6 separate regions of the Mus musculus genome follow, and regions 2, 3, 4, 5 and 6 are each linked to region 1. Evidence: chromatin contacts called from public promoter capture Hi-C data. All regions are on one chromosome and are shown on one strand. The core of a region is the stretch at or near the end of the contact, and the rest is flanking DNA. Distances in the headings are between cores, read along the strand shown.

Region 1 (2,847 bases), core at 197-2,696:
ATGCAAAACAAGATCCTTTACAGCTGTCAATCATGTAACAAAATAAATACCACAATATGAAGTGAGAGGCACAAAACAAATTGAGATGACCTTGACCCTGACTGTCACTGTTCCCACCATACTTGAAGTAACCTATTTTTCTCCTGAGCGTTGGGAAGTGAGTGTGTGTGTGTGTGTGTGTGTGTGTACTCAACTATGTAATGAAAATAAAAATAAAACCCTTAGATGTGGGTAAGAAGAGAAAGACAAGTGTAATGGTAGCTCACAGTGCACCTACAGAGCTGGTTTCCAAGAGGAAATACGACTGCCTATTAATTATTAATAGGAAAAGACAACAAATGATTAAAGGAGATATATTAATTCTCTTCTGTGCTTAACCAAAACAGGTTTTCAAGCAATGCCTTTATTTACTGCCAGGTATCTTCGGAGTTTGTGAAAATCTCTAGAATGGATAACCTCATCCAAATCTCCACTGACAGACTGAAGCAGACGGACGTGCGACTACCCATTTCCTAACTTGGTTTTTCCCTCAACTGTCATAGGAGTACTAGTTATGATGCAGTCGTTTTCCTCCCTGAATCAAGTTGCTTCGATCATTGCTTCCCTTAAACCACACTGTCTTCAAATGAGGAATTTACACCATTATTACTAAGAATAGCAAAGTACTTAGGGGAGACCGACATCGGATGGGAAAGTTTTGCGGTCTTGAAGCTAAAATCCAACTCTGGCTGCTACTTTTTTCCTTTTTTTCTCAGCAAAGGAACTTTGAGACTTGAGAAGCTCACTCTGGAATTTTGTGCTGTATCTGTAGCAAGGACTCCCCCTCCCCAAACACCAAGGATCTAGATTAAGTGCTAAGTCTCTTGGTCCGATCAAGCCCCAGTCTCCTTCTCTTCCTCCCTCTCACCCGCAATAAGAGGAAGAATCCACGCCAGGCTCGCGCTTGACTCTAAACCCAATATCTCCCTACAGCTGGTGCATTGGAAGTTATGAGCACAAACAGATGCTGCAGAGAAATCTGTTTCTATTGCTCAACTCTTCCAAGCGTGTCTCAGTATTTTTAGCTCTGAGGATGTTCTGGTGCGCACACAAACTATATAGGCAATGAGCCGGGACTCCAAAGCTTGCGGGAGGAAAGCATTAACAGCAGCCTGACAACTGGGCACCTCCGGAGCAGCCGGAGCTGTAGGGTAGAGGACTGTGGAGCAAGTTCATTGCCCTGGACACACACAGACAACCCAGAAGAGAACAGGAAGAAAACACAGAAGCCCTTACCTGTTGCTGGTACAGGATCATGGGGACATGGAGTGGAAGTGGGGATTACAGAAGCATGTAAGATCCAGTGGTTTTTGTGAAAGAGAATGAGCCGAAGCAAGTGAGAATTCCCAAGACACTGCTTGCCGGTGCTGGGAAGGCTGCGCGCTGGCCAGGGCTCCAGTGCGCTCTGCGATAGCCTGGAGGCGGTCCTTGTGATAACCGGCCTTGTTGGCTCCGCCCTCTGCCCACTGTTGGCCAATCGGAGCGCACGTGGCTGCGCTTCCCCCGCCCCGGGAACCGCCATCAGGAGGAGGAGGAGGAGGATCTCTACACCCGCGGACCCTGGCTCTGCCAGCCTCGGAACCTGCTGTGGCTTCCTCTACCTCCTCCAGCTGCCTAGCCTGGTCTGAGAGTCCAGCTCTGGGCTGAGGAGGAGGAAGTCGCGGCCCAGAGGGTACAGCAACAGGTGGGAAGCTCAGCCTCCATGCGGCTGCCTAATTGCAGCCTGGCCTTGGGCAAAGCTTCCTACTGGGTTCTGTGAGACCCACACTTCCCGGTTTCTTTCCACAGTGGAGGCCGGCTGTACGTGTTCCTGTATAAGGGCCCGAGAGGTGTCAGTGCCTGGGAAAGACGTCTACAGCAGGGAGGGAATAAATAACCACTGGGGTGCGTCTCCCTCCAGCCCTTTTCCAGCCTGTAGACTGTGGAAACCCACAGAGCACTCAACTGCAGCTTGCGGATAATCCTTAAATTAAACCTGGAAAGGGTCCCGGGACCCGCACTCAATACCCTGCAAAATTTAGATGTGCTAGCGATTGCTTGTCTGACTGGGCCGTTTCTCCTCGCAAATGATGGTGAATTACTTACAAAAAAAAAAAAAAGAAAAAAAATGCGCCTAGACTTCTCTGGGATGTGTGGGGGAAGGGAGGGAGCCGCTGGTTCCTTTCGCCTTGTCCGCCCTCGCCCTCGATCTTTCTCTCCACCACCGCCCGGCAAGCTCTGCTCATGTAAAACCAGAACAATTAGAGAGTAATGAATTCTCTGGAACAGCAACTCCTACAGACTCTCAGCTCTGCCCTCGCTCCAGCGCCTCCCCGTCCTCCTTCCCAGCAACCAGGCAAGAGTACTGCAGACCTTCAAAAACCAGCCTCGGTTAGCACCTGCATCCTGACAATTTATAAATGAATTCTCCACTGAGTGTGTAAAGCAGGTGCATGTTATCTCTGAGTACATTGGTATCGTAGCGAAGCTTTGCTTTTAAAATGACATGATGCGTTTAGGAGTCTTTTATCTTCCACGGAGTTTTGCAGTCCGGTTTAATGAATATGCTTCAAGCACCCCAAAGCATCTGCCTACCTTTAACTTAAGCCCGTAAAGACTGCCTTGAGTCACCAAACAACCTCTACAAAATATTTCGCGTTCTAGGTGGTAGGAGCAGGGCACACTTTTATGTGTACGAGTGTTGAAAGGAGCCGTTCTGAGCTGCTGAGTGGATACCCACCTCCTAGTCCCACATCCGCACTTGGCCCCTAGGAGGTGCTGGTGAAATGTGCATAGATTTTCATTTTACCTTAAGAAGCCTGCCTCTTT
Region 2 (2,847 bases), core at 97-2,596, 1.7 Mb before region 1:
TGCTGAGGCTGCTCTAAACGCCTTTGCTACCGGAGCGGTCCACCCCTCCCAACACGCAGTAAAAACTTTCCGAAAACCCATTTAAATTGCAAGAAGCTCGCTCTGTTGATCCATGCCCCTGCCGGTTCTCAGTAGCTTTGCCCAATTCTTGCCTGGGTCTCCTCTAGTCTCAGTTACACTTTCCCTTCACTCCATCTCCCCAGGAATGAGCGCAGTTGGCCTAAGGAAGGTGGGCTTGCTTCCTCTAATTGTTCCTTTCCAGAGGGACCAGGCTGGCACACCCCCTCACTCCTTTCTACCTTCCTAAAAGCAGTCATATTCACGCCCCCATTCCCCCCCCCCCCGCCATAACCAAGAGCAATCCCAAGAACTTTCTCAAAATCTGAGCCACTCCCTCCCCCCGCCCCCGGCCGCCCTGCATCCTGGACCAAAGACCCCAGGATGCACAACTCCGCGGCTCAGGGAGGCGGGGCGGGGTCGGTGAGTGCAGCCCGCGTCCCCCCTAGCCACCGAGCCCTCCCTGGCGGCCCGCGCGCTCACCTCCAGAGCTTGCCCAGAGTCTTGCTGAGCTCCGCGTTGTGCAGATGCGGGTACTGGTCTGCCAGCTTCCTGCGCGCAGCCTGCGCCCACACCATGAAGGCGTTCATGGGTCGCTTGACGTGTGGCTTGTTCTTGCTGGAGCCGTTGACGCGCACGGGCATGGGCACCAGCGTCCAGTCGTAGCCCTTCAGCACCTGGCTGACCGCCTCGCGGATGCACACGGGGAACTTATCTTCCTCGCTCTCCTTCTTCAGATCCGGCTCGCCCTTGGGGAAGGTGTTCTCCTGGGGCCGGGTGTTCTCCGTGTCCGAGCCGGAGCCCGAGGGACAGGGCGAACCAGCCGAGTCCTCCGACATGGTGGGGCTGGGGGCGCCAGACAGGCCCTTCTCCTGCTCGTCGGTCATCTTCATGAAGGGGTCCAGGAGATTCATACGCGAGCCCGGGGCAGGGGGCGGGTGGCCGGGAAAGGCGAGAAGCCGCGGCGGCTGGGGCTCCTCTTCCCTCAGCTGCCCGGACGCGGACGCCGAGCGAACGGCTCCCGGGGAGGTTGGCGCGTCACCGGGCTGCGGCGGCGGGCACTTAGCAGAGGCGCTGGGTGGCGGGTCTCAGCTGCCGGCTCTAAACCCGGGGAAGGCGAGTCGGAGCGGAGGAGGAGGGAGGGAAAACAGAGAACGAAACCGGGGCCACTTGCACCTCGTCTCTCTTGCAAAGAAAAGTTCCTGGACTGAAACTGGTAAAGTTGTCGCTCCCACAGAAGTTTCCAGGCAGTTCCGAGCAGCGCTCTCGGCTCTCCGACTTCCAGCTCAGGGTCTCTAATAAATACTCCTCCTTCACGTTAGATACCTCGGGCCAATCACGGCTAGCTCTTGAGTCATCAGTGTTGGCAAGTCGCTGATTGGACCGGATTTTGGAAGGGGGGCTGGGGAGGATTGTGGCTCCGGGTTGGGTGACGAGACAGGAGGGGAGGAGAAGGGAGGGGAGCTCAGCCAGAGGGTGGATGGTGGGGTGAGGGGACTTGGAGGGGGGCGCGGGGCAAGCGGGGGACCCGGGACGTCCGAGTGTGTAAGTTTGCTCTCTACTCTCGGAATGTCACAGTTTTGGAACGGTCTCCGTGTGAACCGATGTGTGTGTGTGTGTGTGTGTGTGTGTGTGTGTGTGTATGTGTGTGTGTGTGTGTGTGTGTGCGCGTGCACGCGAGCGTGTCTAGACTAGGACCCTCCACAACCCCCCACCCCCACTTTTCGATGCTGTCTCCGTGGTACCCGGGACTTCGCTGGCGTTTACAGCAATGGAAATTGCAACAGCTGCTCGTCAAAGCGGAGCTGGGCTTCTGCGCCTGGAGTCTGCCGGCTTCCAAAAAAAGTGCTTAGAAATGGTCTTTTGGAAGCAAATGTTTGGGTGACTCAACGCCCGCTGTTCTCTGTAATAATCCATATAAATAGATTAACGCGCTCTGGTTCAACGAAGCTGGTGTGGTGACTGGAGCTTCTGCTGCGCTCCCGCAGTGGGGAATCAATGAAAACCAAAGCCGAGCACCAGGCAAAGGCTGGCGGCAGGGACCGCGCAGTCCCCGGCTCTTGCGGCCGGTCCCGTGGGCCACGCCGACCTTGAACTGACAAGTCCTTTCCCGGCCCCTCCAGTACTCTGACGCCCCTCGTAGTCAGGATTATTACTTTAGAGTTCTGCTTCTTGCCTCCTGACTGAGTCACAAACACCGTCAGGCTCGCCACTGGAGTTTGCAAAACTACTCCGGGGTTGAGGGCGAAGTTTGCAAAGGTGGCAGGGCCGGGCGGTGAGGCCGAGAAGGCCCTTGACTTGGACTGGAGACTCCAGACAAAACGGGCCACTTTGGCGGAGCCCTGTGGCTCCCTTGCTTGGGCCTTCCTTTTACCAGATACCTAAGAGGGCGAAGCTCTAGGCGTCTGGACTTTAGTTGCGTCCTCTTAGACCTGCACACAGGTGGGCGTTCTGGGGGAGGCCACTTAGGTGTCCGTTGCACTTTAAGAGTGCTTGGAGCCGAAGCTGCGTGTTTACTCAAACTCTTAGAGCAAGGTTGGCTAAGGGAGGAATTATCTTTTCTGGAACGAATAAAAATCTTAGTTGCCACCGGGCGACATGCCCTCGGAACCACAAACAAACTCACAACGGTGTAAAAAAAAAAAAAAGATAAACAATTTCATTTAAACATCCCCTTTCTGATTCTTGCAAAGCTTCGCTTTGAACTTACTAAATTATTGATAAAGCGAATCGGCCTGTATCATATCAAAGACAGGTTCCTCCCCTCTAATTTGCTAAGTGTGGACACTT
Region 3 (2,847 bases), core at 150-2,649, 1.6 Mb after region 1:
CTCCCAAGTGCTGGGATTAAACGTGTGCACCACCACTGCCTGGCTAGCGGTGACTCTTAAATCCTACTGATGCCCAACGTCCTCTGTCATTTGAAAACAATCATAATATTTTGAGCTGACTCACTTTGTCCACAGGATCAACGGCATCCCTTCCAGTGTCACTCAAAGATATTCAATAAGGAAAAGAGTAATGGTTCTGTTATTTAACTGCAGGTTGGCAAGATCCATCTCAGCCCCTTACGCTTACCTTGTCAGCCATAAGACACGGGGGTAGATCTAAGATGACCAATGAGACGCCATACTCATGGTGACAGGACTTTCCCCATTCCTATCAAGTCCCTACGTGGCACGTTCATCCTTCATACCAAGCAGACGCTTTTTGAGTGAGAAAAGAAAAAAAAGATGAATGTTTCTGTCCATTTAGTTTGTGTTTTCTAATTGAGGGCCTTTTCCATTTTTGTTTGTTTGGTTGGTTGGCTGGTTTTTTGTTCTGCTTTGTTTTGGGGGTGGGTTGGGGGGTGGGACAGGGTTTCTCTGTATTTCTCAGTTTATTAACGACTGATTTTGAAATTTAAGCTAACTGCTGTGCTCAGTGAACTTCTGAATTCTGGAGCTCAAGAGGGTGACACTGACTAGAAAGGATCCTAGAGACTACGCTGAGTGTAGCTCATCTCGGTACTGCACATCTGGGCTGAGATTTTATTTTTACAGGATGAAATTTAAAAAGAAAAAAAAAATAAATCACCATGGCCCCATTCAGTCTACCTACCTTTATAAAGGAGAAATCTCCAGCTGCTGTTTTTCCATTTATGTTTTTCTAAGGACAATGCATGTCTGGCAAAGGGGTGTGGCCTTCACCCTAATAAAAGAGACAGAGTGGAAAGTCAGAAGGCCTCCACATCCTAGTCCAACGTGGATGGTGTCGCTGAAGAAGTGTGCAGGGAGCCATCGTACAGTCACTGCAGGGACCGGGGGCCTAAGATGCTTCGGTTCTATAACCGGAACATCTCCCGCCAAGTGGGTCTCGCCAGACGTGCTAGCTGGTTGCCCATAGCAACTTGCACGGCCGGTGCAGACGCCACCCAGTCTCTGCTTGAGTCAAAAGTGGGGGGCCTCCCCGGAACTCAGAGTTCGCGTCTTCTACCCAGGGAGCAACCGGAAAGGCCCGCGTTGTTCCCAAGAGACATCCTGCCCCCGAGGTCCCCTCTGCTTCCGCCGCAGCCATCCCTCCCACCACATCCGCTCCTCCCCAACGATCAACACCTTCCTCCTCCTCCCCTGCCCAGCCCTGACGGTTCCTCATACCACCCTCACCCGGACAGGCCTCTAGGCCGCCCTCAAGCTGCCACGGTGGTCCTAGCACGCATGCGCCTCGCGCGGACGCACCTCACCCTTTCACGCATGCCCCGCCCACACCGCCCACTAGCAAGACCCGTCTTCCCGCCCCTCAATCGTCGCCCCGCCTCCTATCTGCGCTCTTCCCTCCTAAGGCTCCTCCTCCAAACACTGAGCCCGCCCCACTCCTCCAGAAAGGCCCCGCCCATGTGCTGTAACCCCGCCCCGAAGGCGTGACCTCTGTCCATTTCACAACACTCACGCTGTGTGTGGTTGACTAAAGTAGTAAGGGGGCGATGTAGTGTCGGACAGTCCCCAGTCGTCGCTGTTTCGCGTCGGCCCTCACGGGGGCGCCGCGACCCGCTCCTCGCGGGCGGTGCAGGGTCACGGAACCACCTGCCGTGGGCTGAGCCTGAGTAATTTAACCACTGGGTCCAAATAAGTCAGCCGTGTCCGCGGCTTGACACATCACCCGCTTGGACTTTCCCTTCTTAGTCGGTTTGCCCGACTGTCGCGGCCTCACCGCTGTCAGGAAGCAGGGCTGCATCCTAGGGCGTGGGGCATAGGGTTGCCTTTGGTACTTGGGGAACTAAGAGCTTAGAGCTCGGACCCCCAGGAGACTCTGGAAGGGGAAACCCCAGGGCCAGATCTCCTGATCCCCGCCCCCAGCATATACCTATTCAATCCTTTTGCATCTCTGGGCGCTTCTGGCCCCAGGAAGGTCAAACAAGGGGATGATGCCACTATTTTATCAACATCCTCTCATCCTTGGAAGTTAAAGACTGCATACCCCACATGTCTGTACCCTTCTTCCTACCCAACCCCCAAACTTTTTGCTCTCTTCTTGCCTTGTGCACACTGCTCTAATTATCCTTGCCCAGTTATTATAACAAGGCTCATATATGTTGTCCTTACTGCCCTTACCAAGTTGACAAAAGTGGCTTATTTGGGGAGGGTCTCCTGTCAAGGCTGGCCTTGAACTCACTATGTAGCAGAGAATGTTCCTGTGTCTGACTTCTGAGCACTGTATACACACATACAGAGAGAGACACATACATGTATATTCTTTCAAATTTTCATACTTCGGTTATATTTCCCCAGGACCCCCTCTGATCCTCTTTCTCCTCCCATGAGGTCACTCCCCAACAACCTGACCATTTTTTTCTCCCGGGACATTTTTAATCAGCTGTAGACATGATGCCCCTTTAGTGTAAATACTCCAGAGCATGCTTCTAAACAAGCAATTTTTTCTAAGTAGTCACAGGACACCTACACTGGGAATTCCTACCAATCACTCTGATTGCAGTCTAACACCACAAGGTTCCTGCTTTCCATTTTTCTGTGTGCACTCCCTTCCATACTAATGAAAAGTCTGTCTCCCACTATTCATAATTTACTTCTGCATTTAACTGCTCTGTGGTACAATATGCACTGAGGGTAATTTCAGAATAACTAATCCATATCATTGCAGACAAATAGTCCTGCCAATAATCAGAAATTATTCATGGTCCC
Region 4 (2,847 bases), core at 186-2,685, 1.6 Mb after region 1:
GTGTTTTTTAAAAACAAACAAACCAGGATTTGGGGGGGGGGGGGTCAAATATAAGTTTGAAGCCAGCGTGGACTACACCTGTCTGGGATGGGGTAAAGGTTTAATTATTCCCACAAATTTGCCAGTTATTATTCAGTGGTAGCCTGGCTGGACTACAGTGACCAGAGTAACACACTCTGCACCAATACACCTGCCTCCTCACTTAGCCACACCAGAGCCTATTGACAGCACTGGGTGACTGCATTCCCAAATCCTGGGGGAAATGACAGAGCAAGGAAAGGTTTTTATTAAAATTTTGAACCGGTGCTCCTCCCGGTGGGTGGCGACCCTTCAGGCACACTCCCAAAGTAGGTTCTCTGCAGTTTCTAACATCAGAAAGACAATCTCTGAGCCACAATCAACCGACGTGGGTTGCCTAAGTCTGAGGGGGGAAGGGGGGGGAATGCAGAGGAACAGGGCTTTTGCTGTGAGGCAGTACCCAGTTTTTCTCCAGAGGTGTGAGATGGAGTCCAGGAAACCAACTTTGCGCCCCCTCTGGCTCTGAACAGTCCCTAATCCTCAGACACGCGCTGTCCTCAGGAATAACTCGGGCTTCTCCGGAAGCATCCATTTAGTTCATAGTGACCTTTGGGATCAGGGGGCTTGGAGGTTTGGGGGTCTCGATCCCCCCAGAAGCCTCCTGGGGGGGGGGGGGGTTAAGGCTGCCGTGCACCTGTGCTCACGCCGCCTCCCGCCTAGGCGGGTGCGCGCGCACGGAGAAGCGGAGATGCTGACTCAGCCAGGCTTCTCCCATCTCTTTCGCGCAGCGCGGATGCTGGCGGCTGGTGGCTGCTGCGGCTGCAAACAAGGCAGCACGGGGAGGGGAGGCGGGGGAACACGACAGTGCACCGGCAGCAACCCAGCCGCGGGCTCCTTAGGGCCCATTGCGGCACTTCCCCCCGCATGCCCGGAAGGGGAACTGGCGGGGCGCGCGAGTTGACGAAATTTGGGGGGGAAGTGGTCTCTAGAGGAGGAACTCGGGATCCCGCGCGTGCTCCGCTCACACCCAAACTGGAAGGAACCTGTTCAGTCCGGGACCAGGGACGCGCGGGACCAGCCCAAACGCGCGCCTCCCCTGCCCTCCCAACCCCCCCTCCCCAGCCTCCTCACTGGCTCCCCAAATCCTCAGGGCGCGGGCGGACCCGGGAGCTGCGCTCGGAGAGGGGGTGCAGGGGCGCACTCGGTCGCCCCGGGCTCGATCGCGCTCCCGCTCGCACTGCAGCTAAGTGCCGGGGTCCGATCGGGCCGGGATCACACGGGCACGCGCGGATGAGGGGATGAGGGCGTCGGGCCAAGGACCCCAGAGGCGTCGGCGGGGATGGGCGACCCGCGATGACAGCGCGGTTACCTTCCGTGACCCCCAGCCCCGGCAGCCGGCAGGCGGGGCGCGTGCCTTGCGCGGCCCCGATCCACGTGGGCCCGCGCGCGCGCACCAGGCCGGCCCCCTCCTTGCAGGCGCTCGGCGCTCCCAGCACATGGTCGGCGGCGCGCCCCCGAGGCCGGCGGAGACCGGCTGCAGCCGGTATAGGATAAGAGATAGGCAGAGAGAAGCGGGGCCGGGGCGCGGGCGGCGGCACGCACGGCCCGGGAGGAGGCGACAGGGTTGGGGGGCGGGGGGAGGGTGTGGCTCGGGTGGCCGAGGCTGGCGTGGGTTGGGGGCCAGGGTACTCCAGGCTCCCCGCCCGGAGCCAACTTGATAGAGACTCTGGCCCACGCCCTAAGGGGTTAAACCTTTTTCTCATGTTACGGAGCGGTTTATAAGAAGGCTCCGGAGGCCCAGCCTCCGCCTTATTGGGTGCCTTTTGGGGTTTATTCTCTTCCCTTCTAACTTGGTGAGTTGGTTTTATTATTTTACACGCTTAAAAGTTTGATTGTGGGGTATGGGTGTTTGTTTGTTTGTTTTTTAATATGTGTTGGGGCCTTTTTTTTTTTTTTAAGGGCGGGGAGGAGGAAAGCTTTTAACATTTTAAAGAGGTTAATCCGAAAAATATTCTGACAGTTGGGAGTGTTCGGAGCCACTGGGATGACGCGCTCGGGCAGTTGTGGGCAACTGAGAGTTGAATGTCCATGACCCTAAGTATAGATGGGTTCCAGGAAATACCTTAAAGGGTGCCCTGGCCTTTGATCGTCCCCAACCCGGGGTGAAAGGAGCCAGGCTGTGAGGCGAGTCCGGCGACCGTCTCAGACCCTCTCTGGATTTTCCTCATGAAGTTGCCGGCGCGTCAGCAGAGCGAAATGTCAGAGAGGTACCTTCCTTCCCCGGGCTCGCGCGCGCACCCAAGGCGGCCACTGAGGCAGCACGAGGGAAAAGTGGAACTTCGGGTCTCCATCCCTGTTACCCCCCTCCCCAGGGCGGTCCCGGAGAGAGACAGATTTCCCTTCGGAGCGTGGGTCCCACACCTTGCCGGGCTGCACTGTCACCCGCTTGCTGCCTGCTGGTCGGTCCCGCACAACTTCCAAGGTCCGCCGGGCTACCAGCGGCAGCAAAGTGTCGTGCAGCTGAACGGCTCCAGGCGTGGGGGGAGAATGATTTTAAAGAGGAAATAGGTTAATTTCCTTCTGGGTTGTTCTCAATCCCTGCACCGCAGCAGACAAGTGATAGAAGTTTGTTAGATGGCGTGTAAAAATGTCATCGAACAACAGGGTAGGGGGGAAGATCGTAGGAATTGAGGAACCCATTACAACTCCTTAACCTGGAAGCTGGTGGTTTGTACAGCTAGGCACTGTGCTGGCTGCTTTTGACGGGAAGGGGATTTCTACCTTAGGATTGAGATTTCAGCCTCTGGTGATCTGACTGGTTTTTTTTGT
Region 5 (2,847 bases), core at 106-2,605, 1.4 Mb after region 1:
AAGGCAGGCACTGGTAAAGAAAATACAAACACCAGTCATCATGTGAAACGCCAAATAATCTAATTTTATGGCCTTAGGATTTTTAATCGGGTATGTCTTGGTTCCACGTTTGTATTTACTTTTTAAAAACCCCACAACTTAGCTTCTCTCCAAAACAAACACTAAAACCATCATCACTGCATCGAGTATTCGTAAGAAGGGGGATTCTTGAGGAAATTCGGTTCTGATGACACTCTTGCTTTCAGAAGGACTATACTGGAGGACATATTTAAACCGCCTTTGGGAGCCTGTTGCTGACAGGGCCCACATCTAAAGGATGCCAAGTAACACTAACACAGCCTGGGGGGTGGGGTGGGGGTCATCATCTAAATGCGAGCCTTCATTTCTCTGCTCAAGAAACCTATCTATCCTGGCTCCCTCAAGTCATCGGCTGTCCCCACACCCGCTCTGGGCTGGAGTTAAGGGTTAACGGGCGCCGCGTATTTTCACGAGGGAGGGCAGGAAAGTGCCCTTCACTTCACTTAGGCCACGGTCATGATCACTGAGAGCAGCAAGACGGCCCCTCATCCCCCACCAGGCAGGAGGCCGCAGACGTGGAGTGGAGCGGAGCGGGAGGCCTGGGGAGGCTGGGGTGGGCGGTGGTGGGGGCTGGAAAGGACGAGAAGTGTTAGGGGGACAAAGGGAAATGGAGCTAGGCTGAAATCACCGAGCGGAGGGGTGGAGGGAGACGAGCCCGCGAAGAGGAGGGGGGAAGCCAGGGCAGAAGAAACGACTGGGCAGAGATGAAGACTACAGCCGAGTGGCGAGGCTAAGACCGAAAAGCCATGGCGGATTCCGGTTTAAAAAAAAAAAAAAAATACCGAGCTCTTGTCCTTCAGGAAGTGGGGGAGGGAGGACGGGCGCCGAGGCCGCGGCGCGCGGGGGCGGAGGCGGCCGGGGAGCCGAGGGCAGCGCAGGACCGGGGACCCGGAGACACTCAGGACGGGGGCGGAACGGCGGGGGGCAGGGGCGGCCTACGGCCCCGCGGGGAACGGTGCAAGGGCGGACCCCGGGGGACAGTGCGAGGCCTGCGACAGGCCCCGAGGCCGCCTCGGAGGCGCAGGGGGTGCGGCCGTCCCCCCGCAGCGCGCTCCCCGGGGCGCCATCTTGGCTCGCTCCCGCGCCTTCAGGGACGCGCAGCGGAGCGCCGCGGCCGGCGACTCCCCGGTCAGGCCTCGGGCCCGCACTCACCTGAGGGCGGGCGGCGGCACGAGCAGGGGCTAACGCAGGGCGAGGCGGCCGGGGTGACCGAGCGTCCAGCGGGCTCAGCTCGCAGCCTCACTACCACTCTGCGATAGCGGCTCGGCGACGGCTCCACCGGAAACCAGCCGACCGCGGCCAATCAGCGTTCGGCTGCTGACGTCAATGCGCCTCGCTCTGGCCAGGGCGGTTGCCTTGGCAACCTTAAAGGCGCAGACGCCTAGGATCCTCCTCCAACCCCATCCCCACCCCCCTCAAGCCCACCACCGGCTACTCCCACCCCCTACCCTTAGCCCGTCGTCATCTAGCTAGAACCGTTCTCTTGCAGGGCACCTCTCCATCTTTATCTTGTCGCGTATACGTAGCCCCTTCATCGCTCTCATCTTTTTCCTTCTCTTTCTGCTAACCCGTTTCTGTCTCCTTTATTGTCCCTTCCTTACCAGGTGTGGTGGGGGGTCCTCTAGATTGTTTAGCTGTTCGGAGATCTCAGCCTCTCCTCGGTTCCTCGGTGGCTCTTGCGTCTGCCTCCCTCCACGCCTCTGTCTTTTCTCCCTCCCTTCGACCCTCCTACCGCAGACCCACGTGGGACGATTCGGTGACAGGTGGGCGACTCCGCCCTGGGTGCTATGGGACGGCAGGGAGGGGGATGGGGTTACAGGACGCTGGGCGGACAAGGAGATCCCTGCTGTTGGAAGAGGAGGAGGCCCTAGCGGATCTACCACAGCTGAGCGCAAGCGGATGCTGAGATGCTCCTGATGGACAGAGCGCGCATCCTGTGTAGACCCCCGCAATACCCGGGGTTCCGGACTCGGGCCTGTCATCCGGTCCAGGAAATCTGAGCCCCTATCAAGCCTCTGCTTGGCTAATCTGACTACTGTCTCCACAAGTGAGCTGTCATCAATGGAGGCCCTACCGTGCCTACAGAAGCACCAGATGTAGGGAGACTTCCAAGAGGAGCCCGGAGTCCTGATAATGCCCTAGCCTCCTATTATGCCAGACTGCGTCATGGGCAGTACAGACAGATGGGCAGATCAAATCATTGACCAAGCAAGAAATCTGAGCTGCATGAGAAAACAAGAGAAAAGGCGACTTCATTATTCCTTCAGTCAACTTTCCCCTTAAGTATGTGAAAATGAAAGCAAGGGACACAATTTTAGGCATATGAATTAAATAAATAAAGTGGGCCTAAATAAATACATAAATAAAATAGGCCCCTGCAGTGTGTGGTTCTGAGTAGCTGCAAGGTGTTGACAGCCTCATCGTGTATGTGCTAGGGCAATGTGCGTAGAAAATATCACGGATTTAACACTTAGTACCAAAAAAGGTTACAATATCTCCTGCATAATTTTCACAGTGATCCCCAGTTAAGATATTTGGGTTAAGTGGTGTTTGTAAATTTCACCTTTTTAAGCCTGACTTTGTCTTGGAATACCCAGACTATGATAAGGGCTCTGAACATTAGTTATGATTACCCCCCCTAGTAGTCAGAGGAAGGAAGGGGGAAGAGAAGGAAGCCGCTCCCTCTGCAGCCTCTCACCAGGATGTTGATCAATGGCTTCTTTTCCAGAGATGGGTAGAGTGGAAGATTAAAGACCGAGTCGCCATCAT
Region 6 (2,847 bases), core at 193-2,692, 1.1 Mb after region 1:
AAACAAACAACAACAAAAAAAAACAGTATAATGAATTTGTTTTTTAATTGTGTGAGAATTTCATACATGTATTACATTTACATAATTTCCCCTCTAATTTTTCCTGTGTGTCTACTCAATTCCCTCTCAAATTCATGGCATCTTAATTTCTATTGTACACACACATACACACACATACACACACACACACCCCTAATGTCTTTTAACATTGTTCATATGTACCCGTCTTTAGGGCTGACCACTTGGGATTGGATGAACTACAAGACTTTTTTCTGGAGAGCACTGGTTCTCCGTTCCTCACCAGTCATTGGTTGCCTATATCTCTTTATCTAGGAGTAGACCCTAGAAATTTTACCTCTTCCTGTTGGCATGTCAGCTGTGGTTGTCATTATGTAAGTTTCCTTTAGGCAGATATATTGTTGCAACCTCCCGGGAGCAGCAATCCTGTCTAGAAGATATTGTCCAGCAGCCATATAGCCTAGTCCTCTGATTCACATCCCTTCTTCCAGGATGTTCCCTGAACTTATATTATGGGTGTACATAATGTGTTGGGTCTGGGTACCTCTTGGCGACCAGTTATGGATCCTTGTAGTAGCCTCAGTTAGATGCAAAAGGAAGCTTCTTGAAGAAGCATGAGAACTACATTCAACTGTAGGCATAAGAAGTATTTAAAATGCAGTTAGAAATTATATTGCTTAAGAAAAATAGCAGTGGTACATTCTCCTCTAGGGTCTATGACCGCTACATCCACAGAGAGTTGACTAGGTTTAGAATATCAAACACAATTTCCTTCTGATTGAGAAGGCTTGGTGTTCAATTATATAGCTGTTGGATACCCCCAAGGTAAATAATGCCACAGTTACACCAGTCAGAAAAATAATAGCATGGTACACAGTAATATATAATTAAAATAATATATAATAAAATAGCATATTCATAATCCATGATTAGTGTTTATTAAGCAAATGGCAATCAAGCTGCAAAAATAACAGAAATATGGACAGCACTTGATGAAGACCCTTGATGTCTATCTCTTTCCTCCAGGAGCAGAAGGGACATACAAGATAATTGTCTCCAGTATCTAGAATGAAGACCCTAAAACCTACTCCATAAATCAACAGTCAAGACTAAAGCTCAGCGGGAACTGGAAAAAAATCACCAGAGAACTAAATGAAAGCAAAACTGAGAAATAAGAATGAAAATCCTGAGTGAAGAAGTCAGAAGCCCAGGGCTGTGGGTGGAGAGAAAGCTTTCCTCCGATAACACAGCTCTCTGATTTACCACCTTCCAGTTTAAAAGCAACGCATTAAATGTTGCTCTCCAGCTTAGGCATCCTGCAAGCTTGGGAATATTGAATTTCCTCCGTTATACAGCCACATGGCCAGGTGACCAAATATAACTGGCACCGCCCTGCGGGGGCTGGCTGCACAGCGGTAAAAGAGGAGCAGCCATGCGCGGTCACGTGTCCGTGGTGTTTGGCAAGACCAACCCAGAGCTGAGATCATAAACTCCCGCTGAGAGCAGCTTTCACCAGTCGCGTTCACGGACAGCAAACAGTTAAACTCTAGAAAGGTGCTGGAGAATAGGGGGAGGGGAAGGTGTCTCACTTTATTATTCTAAACAGAGCCCGTGATTAAATGGTGCGGCTGGAGTCCCTGCTTGGCATTTCCCGAAAGTAAGTTTCTGAGATTTTGTTTTCCTTATCAGGTTTATTTGTTTGGGCATCGGGATTATTATTGTTGTTGTTATAATAAAAAAATGAACCGTTTTATGAGCTGAATGCTAACCATCTGTGTCAAAGTTGGTTTTTTAAAAATCAGTGGGCTATTCTGAAATGTTTTGGTGTCTGGTGTGTAATATTAAATAGAGCAAGGTATTCAATTAAAATATATACCTTTATATCATGATGTTCTGCTGAGCCATAAAATGAGTGTGCGAATGAGCTGAAATTGGCCAACAGACTGACTGTCAAGCTGAGACACTTCAGGATTGAGTGGGAAGCTTGTACTGCCTCTGGAGTTATTTGCTTTGATGATGTAATTTGGCAATCTGGGGTTAACTTTTCTGAGACTGCTTCCGGAGAGGGTTCACAGAACACTTGATGAATAGCAAGCTGTGACTGTTCTTGGATCTCTGGCTGTTCTGACACCGTGGGGGAAATGAGAATGTGAAATGTGCAGGGCTCTCCTGTCTCACAGCCTAACTTTGAATGTTCATCCTTCAGCACAGAAGTGTCAGCCTCCCAGGGCAACAGGGGAGGAGAAACACTTAGTCTCTCGCCCTCTGTCTCTGTCTGTCTCTGTCTCTGTCTCTGTCTCTGTCTCTGTCTCTGTCTCTGTCTCTGTCTGTCTGTCTGTCTGTCTGTCTCTCCCTCCCTTCCCCTTTCTCCTCCTCCCCCCCCCCCCCCCACTTAAACATTTTGGATATTATTTATGCCACAGATAAGGAGGGTTCATGTCTTCAGTATTTTTACAAATCGCAGAACACACACACCAGGAGTGGACAGACAAGGAGGCGATTTTAATTTACAAATAAAATCAGAGAAGTTGCAGACAAGAGTGCAGTTGCCTGCAGGGCTGTGCCTGATTCTGTATTGAGATCTCTACTCAGACAACTCTGCCACCCCAACAGACTACACAGTCCCCTCAGAAGTTGTTCCCTCTGGATTATCCGGACTGAGAACAACTCATGAGGCACCTTAGCGGCCCCTCAGTGGGCACTCCAACCTGATGCAGCTCCACTCTTGGCATCCATTCCTTCCTTCTCTCTTTCCATGAGTTGTCTCCTTTCTTTTCTTGCCTGTCTGCCTTGCCTGGGACCTCCTTTAACAGCCCTATGCAGGTTCCT

Evidence for each region. Promoter capture Hi-C pulls out the DNA fragments that hold promoters and counts their contacts.
Region 2: a contact with region 1 is called in a promoter capture Hi-C map of hippocampal neurons, with 12 times the contacts expected there. The contact joins the promoter of Sox9 here to the promoter of Kcnj2 in region 1. A contact is called at or near these places in 2 of 39 promoter capture datasets (embryonic stem cells and hippocampal neurons), 3 of 484 Hi-C or Micro-C datasets (all in embryonic stem cells), 2 of 115 datasets of contacts at active chromatin or transcription factors (astrocytes and embryonic forebrain) and 1 of 9 other capture datasets (embryonic stem cells).
Region 3: a contact with region 1 is called in a promoter capture Hi-C map of pre-B cells, with 5 times the contacts expected there. The contact joins the promoter of Amz2 here to the promoter of Kcnj2 in region 1. A contact is called at or near these places in 2 of 39 promoter capture datasets (liver and pre-B cells) and 1 of 9 other capture datasets (liver).
Region 4: a contact with region 1 is called in a promoter capture Hi-C map of pre-B cells, with 2.5 times the contacts expected there. The contact joins the promoter of Arsg here to the promoter of Kcnj2 in region 1.
Region 5: a contact with region 1 is called in a promoter capture Hi-C map of embryonic stem cells, with 4 times the contacts expected there. The contact joins the promoter of Prkar1a here to the promoter of Kcnj2 in region 1. A contact is called at or near these places in 3 of 39 promoter capture datasets (embryonic stem cells, hippocampal neurons and pre-B cells), 1 of 484 Hi-C or Micro-C datasets (cardiomyocytes) and 2 of 115 datasets of contacts at active chromatin or transcription factors (astrocytes and cardiomyocytes).
Region 6: a contact with region 1 is called in a promoter capture Hi-C map of hippocampal neurons, with 2.6 times the contacts expected there. The contact joins the promoter of Abca8b here to the promoter of Kcnj2 in region 1. A contact is called at or near these places in 3 of 39 promoter capture datasets (the C10 cell line, hippocampal neurons and stem cell-derived epiblast-like cells).

Annotation. Positions count from the first base shown.
Region 1 is chr11:111,064,763-111,067,609 of GRCm38.p6, reverse strand. Kcnj2 (potassium inwardly-rectifying channel, subfamily J, member 2) reads right to left here and starts at 1,446. Exons shown (of 2, transcript NM_008425.4): 1 at 1,276-1,446.
Region 2 is chr11:112,780,709-112,783,555 of GRCm38.p6, reverse strand. It overlaps Sox9 (SRY (sex determining region Y)-box 9), which reads right to left and starts at 1,346. Exons shown (of 3, transcript NM_011448.4): 1 at 541-1,346. The coding sequence starts at 971. RefSeq lists a promoter at 1,017-1,524, a cis regulatory region at 1,726-1,740 and an enhancer at 2,517-2,847.
Region 3 is chr11:109,424,498-109,427,344 of GRCm38.p6, reverse strand. It overlaps Amz2 (archaelysin family metallopeptidase 2), which reads right to left and starts at 1,399. Exons shown (of 9, transcript NM_025275.4): 1 at 1,315-1,399; 2 at 770-859; 3 at 248-375. The coding sequence starts at 259.
Region 4 is chr11:109,471,962-109,474,808 of GRCm38.p6, reverse strand. It overlaps Arsg (arylsulfatase G), which reads right to left and starts at 1,435. Exons shown (of 14, transcript NM_028710.3): 1 at 1,388-1,435. It overlaps Slc16a6 (solute carrier family 16 (monocarboxylic acid transporters), member 6), which reads left to right and starts at 1,211. Exons shown (of 6, transcript NM_001029842.2): 1 at 1,211-1,561. The coding sequence starts at 1,317.
Region 5 is chr11:109,649,457-109,652,303 of GRCm38.p6, reverse strand. It overlaps Prkar1a (protein kinase, cAMP dependent regulatory, type I, alpha), which reads right to left and starts at 1,355. Exons shown (of 11, transcript NM_001373913.1): 1 at 1,231-1,355.
Region 6 is chr11:109,994,440-109,997,286 of GRCm38.p6, reverse strand. Abca8b (ATP-binding cassette, sub-family A (ABC1), member 8b) reads left to right here and starts at 1,442. Exons shown (of 39, transcript NM_013851.3): 1 at 1,442-1,675.